2 separate regions of the Mus musculus genome follow, and region 2 is linked to region 1. A link is a contact called in public ChIA-PET data. All regions are on one chromosome and are shown on one strand. Each heading gives the region's core, a stretch centred on a gene start, on an enhancer-like site or on the middle of the called end of the contact. The rest is flanking DNA. Distances are from core to core; before and after follow the strand shown.

Region 1 (3,102 bases), core at 265-2,764:
GCATGTGTGCATAGGATGTGACCACAATGTTGGGCAGTGCACATGTGTCAGTCATGAATGTTTGACCTGGCAGGAGCTAGGGCAGCATTGCTACCTTACAAGTCACTGGGTGAATGAAACAGCCCATCCTCTGTATGCAGAGAATTAATAACCACAAAGTAACCTTAACTATTCTGTCAGGTAAATATGGTAAATCTTCACAAAATTATTTATCCGAACCAAACAGAAGTAGCACCATACTAATGATATTCACAACATCATGCAGTGTATAATCATTCATGGTATAGGTAAACTGAAATCACATGACTAGAAAGCAACCACAGAGCCTGGACCTTTGAGGGTACTGCTCATGTAAGCACTGGCTTCTCATTAAGTACATAAACATCAGAGACTGTGAGTGACTACTTTCTTAGGAAGTGGGACTAAGGATTTGAGGCTCCTCCCATATAAGCTCTTGTGTAATCAAGTATTTATACATGAGCTACTGGAAGTGGTTGAAAGTACTGCCTTTGATCGAACCAGAACAGAAAAATTGCAAGCCTCAACTTGACCTTGGCACATTTTAGGCTGGCATGTAATGTAATGAACGTGCTGAGAACTTGGATCTAAGTTTCCTCACTGGGGTCCATACATTGACTTTCCATTTTCTCTCCTTGAAGCCTAGATATTACATTTCATAAAGAATTTTTCAATGATTGAATTACTAGGGTAACAAAGAAAGGGAAGCCTAATCAAATACATTCATACATACATACATACATACATACATACATACATACATACACATACATACACACACACATACATACATACATACTTACTTACATACATACATACATACACATACAAACCCACATACATCCTTTTAATCCAAAAGAGAGAATGTAGGCATACTATTACATCATATTAGGTTGGGATTTTAAATAAGGTTTTTTTTTTTTTTTTTTTTAAGGAACTTGGTTAGAACAGTCTTGAAACTGGCAAGCCCATTCACGGAACAGAATATACAAATGCAACCACAAGTTCCATGACAAATCATAAGGCCGTTCCACAGACAGCTGCATTTTGCCCACTGTATCCTGTCAGTATCATCTCTTCCAAGCACAGGCGTGCACACCAGGCTGTTCTCCCCCTCACTCTGTCAGGTGTGCCATCCCACTTGCTTCCCTTCATGACAAGCGAGCTGAGTCACACCCACGCAGTCACACCCAGCTCTGATGGCCTGTACACTGTCAATCCTGTCCTTCTGATCTTTTGTCTTTGCCCTGGATTTAGTCAATCAATGCGGCTTGAGCAAAGATTGCTTACACCAGGACTTACTCTCCCTCTTAACCCCAAGGAGATCCAGGGAAGGGACATAGCTTGCCTCTTGTTGAAGACTGAAGACAGGACCCAGTTTCCACATACTCTTAAAATGATCTCACTCCTTCCGAAACGACCCAGATGTGTGAAGAGGAAGAAGCATCGTGGTTCTTCGCCTCTGTTTATGCTTTTGGTCCAGGCCAGGCTTGGGTGACTGGTGGTTGAGAAACCACAGCGTAGAGCTTGCTCTTGTCAGTAGACAGGATGGATGCTCAGCAGGCTAATATGCAGAGCCTGCATGAGAATGGAAGTGTCTGGGACTGGGATGATTACGACACGATAGAGTGAGATTATATTCATTCAGCAGTATTTCTTTGGCTTCTGGACCCAGAGAATCCTCTGCGAGAACTGGTTGGGGATACAGTGGATTCATGGAATAATGAGTTGTTCTCGTTGAGTGTTTCTGGACCCAGAGAATCCTCTGCAAGAACTGGTTGGGGATACAGTGGATTCATGGAATAATGAGTTGTTCTCGTTGAGTGTTTCTGGACCCAGAGAATCCTCTGCGAGAACTGGTTGGGGATACAATGGATTCATGGAATAATGAGTTGTTCTCGTTGAGCGTTTCTGGAAATGCTATAACCAGCTGTCACAGCCAAGGGCAGGATTGTAATTTGGGAAAATTGCATTGCTTGCTCTAGTATCCTGGCTGTAAAGTATCCTGGCTGTGAAGCATGCCTGTGTGTCTTCCTCTGGTTCTTTTTGCTTTGCTTCCACGTGGTGTTCTTCCATGCTAAGCAGCACCCCGAAGGCAGGTGTTTATTTTATCTGTGAGTTTTAAGAAGAGATTTATAAGTTTTGGGTTATTTTATGGATATAGTTTCACTTTTTAAAAAAGATTTAAAGTTTAGGTAAGTCGATTAAAAAACCGCTACTTTACAGTCAGCCATCTGTAGGTCCAGAAGTGTCGTTAACTGGGAACACTACATTGGCTCAGACCTTTAAAGCTTCAACTGTCCATGCCATTGGGATGTCCTAGTAAAGTAGGCGTGGCACACATAATACGTCCATGATTGTTCAATGTCGCATGTTCAAAACTGATGACTGTCAGAGGAGTCTGGCTCTCAATCCAGCCTTGGATTCTGGTATGTTCCTAATGTTCGTGAGCAGAAGAGATGCTCGTGCTAATCCCTGGAGTGGAGACACACAGAAACACTCAGTTTTGAAGTTGGCCTTCAAGTGCCCTTTGGGGAGTGTGGGGGTGCACTGGTCACTGTGTGGAAAGCACTCCTCATAGAAAGGAACCTTCAGAATTAAAGAGAAAGAGGGAAAATGTGTCCTGTTAGATCCCATGGGAAACAGACAGGTGCTTTCTAACGCTCTCTCTCTCTCTCTCTCTCTCTCTCTCTCTCTCTCGCTCACTCTCTCTCTCTCTCGCTCACTCTCTCTCTCTCTCTCACACACACACAATTTAAAGAAATTAATGGAATTTAATGAAAGAAGATGCACTTAAAATTTGCATGGGGCTAAAATATATTAGGTGAGGAAACAACTTATTTGTAAGTGTACCTTAGACATTTTTGGAAATATGCATAAAATTTACATAAAAACAGACTAAGTCTTCTTTTATACAAAGGTCTCTCCCATATATGCATACTCTTTATATATGTTATTTGTATAACTTTAAAATGTATTATGTCCATGGATGTGCACTTATATCCATACCTAACTAATCACCTAAGAGACACATAGAAAGAGGGTTTTAACATCCTCGTCCATTTTGTCCAAGGTAATACTGAT
Region 2 (3,102 bases), core at 189-2,688, 120 kb before region 1:
GATGAGGAAGAAGAAGAAGGAGGAGGAGGAAGAGGAGGAGGAGAAAGAAGAAAGAATTGATTAAAACGTTTTCTTAAAACGTACTTACAATAAATTATGTTTATGGGCTAGAGAGATGGCTCAGCAGTTAAGAGCACTGCCTGCTCTTCCAGAGGACTTGAGTTCAATTCCCAGCAACCATATGATGGCTCACAAATATCTGCTCTGGGATCTGATGCCCTCTGCTGGTGTATCTAAAGACAGCTACAGTGTACTCATACATAAAACAAACAAACAAACAAATAAATAAATCTTTTAAAAATATGTTTATAAAGGCAATATATGCTACCAATGTGACAAAAATCCTGAAAATGTACATAATGTTTTTTCTTAATTTCTTTAACTTCCTCTATGATATTATTTTCATTATCCATGTTGGCTATATGCCCTTTGATGGTTTCTTTATTGGACAATAATTTTAGACACAGAAACATAATTACGCCCCTCCTCTAGCAAAAATAATTGGATAAAAAAATCTTAATAATTGATATACAGGATACAAACAATAAATGACATCATACATATGCATTCACTTCATTTGTGTAGCCCAGGTTCAGATTTCTGCTACGAATTTTAAAATGATATATTTTCAATTATGTGTAGATGTGTGTGCATGTATGTGTGTATGCATGCATGTGTGTGTGTGTGTGTGTGAGCATGTGCACACTAGTGATACTACCCTTGGAGATCAAAGGCATTAGGTCCCTTGCAGCTGAAGTTGCAGACAGCTGTGAGCTGCCTGGTGGGTCCTCTGGAAGAGCAGCAAGAGCTCTTAACTGCTGAAGCATCTCTCCAGTCCTGTTTCGCATGATCTTCATCATAAAGGGAAGCACTGTGTTACTATACATTTTTTTCCTTCCTTCCTACTGTTTTTTGTTTCATGGAGGCCATCAAAAGACCTGCTCCTTCTAAATGTTCTCATCACATGACTCCATGAAACCACCCACACCCAGAGTGACTTTTTAACTTCTTCAGGACACTCGTTAAAAATTGACATGTTTTGTTAAGAACATACATATTGCCATGGTTAAGTTTCCAAACATAAACCATTGACTAATCACCCTCAGTTGCAAGCTATATGCTTGTAATAGGAAATAAATTTGAGTGAAAGTGGATATAATTTGAGAGAAAAGAGGTATGTGCTGGGAAGAAGTAGGTATGTACTGAGAGGAAGTGGGCATGTGCTGACAGGAAATAGGTAGGCGCTGAGAAGAAGCGAGTATGTGCTAAGAAGTGAGTATACTCTGAGAGGAAAGAGAATGTATTCTGAGAGGAAATGGAGATGCACTAAGAGGAAGTAGGTGTGTGCTGAAAGGAAATGGGCAGGTACTAAGAGGAAGAGGTGGTGCTCTGAGAGAAAGTGGGTTTGTGTTGAGAGGAAGTAGGTGTACTCTGAGAGGAAGTGGTTATGTGCTGACAGAAGGTAGGCATGCGCTGAGAAGAAGTGGGTGTGCTCTGAGAGGAAGTGGGTATGTGCTAAGAGGAAGTGAGTGTGTGCTGAGAAGTGGGTATGTGCTGATGGCAAACCTGTCTAGCAGGAGAAGATCAATCATATAGTTTGGTAGTGTCCAGAACAACTCAGGCCAAAAAAAGAAATCTTACTTGATAAATTAATTGGTTCTCCATGTAAGCTTTCATCTGGTAATACTATCCTGCTAGCTGCCAGGGAAGTGAAATTACTCATGAAATGAATTTGAGGGGATTTTTTTTTCTGTCTGAAAATTTAAATCACTCTATCAAAATAGAGCATTATTGGAATGGGGTATTGAGATGCTTGCCTTGAATAAGGGTATTGCTTCCTCCAGGGCTCCATATTTGCCGTTCCCTTTGCCTGATGCCCTCATCCAGGATCTTGTTATAATTTTAGCCTTAATCATTTTTCATATAGTTTTTCTCAGCTACAACTTTGCTTTGGTATTCTCCTGACCATTCTGTGTGAGGCAGAGCCTTTCAGCCACTTTTCCAGTTTCATTTTCTTTTTTGACACATGTTGGGATAGTAGCCTCGCGATTTGTCTATGTACTTATTTTATAACCTGGCCATTATAAGGCAATTACCCTGGGGACATATTACACTTGTGCTCCACTGTTCTAGAACCCATGGTGCTCTTAAGAGATGGAGGGTAGAAAGATTAGCTCTGTAACTTACTTTCAGGTTTCTGGTCCAGTCTTATACCTGAAACAATCAGTCGCCCACCCTTCAGCTCCATATGATTTCTCTGTCATCTTTTCTGATGTGTGACTTCGTTGTAGTGCTGTCTAGAGTACTAAAGGGATCCCTACACACAATGATTCCAGAGAAGCTAATTTCTTTCTTTCACAAGGGAGCTAGAGGTGGCGGCTACCCATCTCAGGTAGGCTGATCCACTCCATGAAATCATATGGAGATACACATTCCCCTCCTCGGGTCCCTCAATGTTCCTCAAAACCCTGCCCCATGTCCTTGACTGATGTTGAGCCACTTCCAGGTCCACATTGAAGTCCATGGAAGCTGGGAAATGAGACCGGAAGGGTACACACTCATCTAGGATTTGCCTACATCTCTTTTTTTTCTCACAATCCTGACTTGATCTCAGCCATACAACCACATCTATCTGCAAAGGAGCCTAGAAAATGTAGTACCTACCTATAAACGTGGCCATGAGTCCTGTTAGTGGTTTCTTTTACTGAAAGGAAACAGGAGGAAATAGGTGCAGGGGACACGTAACTCTTAGGCACCTTGGCCACAGTTGTTCATTGTCTTCCTGAAATGCTAGGTCTCCCTTGGCTTCATGACTCAATACGATCTTACTTTCCAATATGGTTACCACTGGGGAATGTGTTTGCTCTCTCTAGGATGTTTTAAATATCAAGACACTATGAAGAAGACTATTTCCAGGGTTACTCAAAAGTTTATCCCCACTTTAGAAATTAACCCTACCCTTGTCTTCAGGAGTAACGGTGAAGCATCATATTCTCGGTTGATAAAGGCCCTCAGACGCATCCAGGAGAGCACAGAGAAGTGATTCCTAATCTGAATTTGGCGTCTCCTAGAGACCACGCAGGAACTGAAATTATTATTTTT

What was found. ChIA-PET counts read pairs in DNA pulled down with a chosen protein or histone mark.
Region 2: an RNA polymerase II ChIA-PET map of memory CD8 T cells shows a contact between it and region 1, with 2.8 times the contacts expected there. The contact joins two enhancer-like sites. A contact is called at or near these places in 4 of 484 Hi-C or Micro-C datasets (CD8 T cells, conventional dendritic cells, conventional type 1 dendritic cells and 1 more), 1 of 115 datasets of contacts at active chromatin or transcription factors (memory CD8 T cells) and 2 of 9 other capture datasets (adipose tissue and pancreatic islet).

What each region holds. Positions count from the first base shown.
Region 1 is chr10:8,413,628-8,416,729 of GRCm38.p6, reverse strand. The region is part of intron 1 of Ust (uronyl-2-sulfotransferase); the gene reads left to right. Among named protein-coding and RNA genes, the nearest start is that of Ust, 100 kb to the left of the region's middle. Within about 2 kb of position 1,514, at least 28 of the 459 cell types and tissues checked have an H3K27ac peak or open chromatin away from gene starts, as enhancers often do. A contact at or near this core is called in CD8 T cells and memory CD8 T cells, where this site is marked.
Region 2 is chr10:8,533,962-8,537,063 of GRCm38.p6, reverse strand. No RefSeq gene overlaps it. Among named protein-coding and RNA genes, the nearest start is that of Ust, 17 kb to the right of the region's middle. Within about 2 kb of position 1,438, at least 26 of the 459 cell types and tissues checked have an H3K27ac peak or open chromatin away from gene starts, as enhancers often do. A contact at or near this core is called in CD8 T cells and memory CD8 T cells, where this site is marked.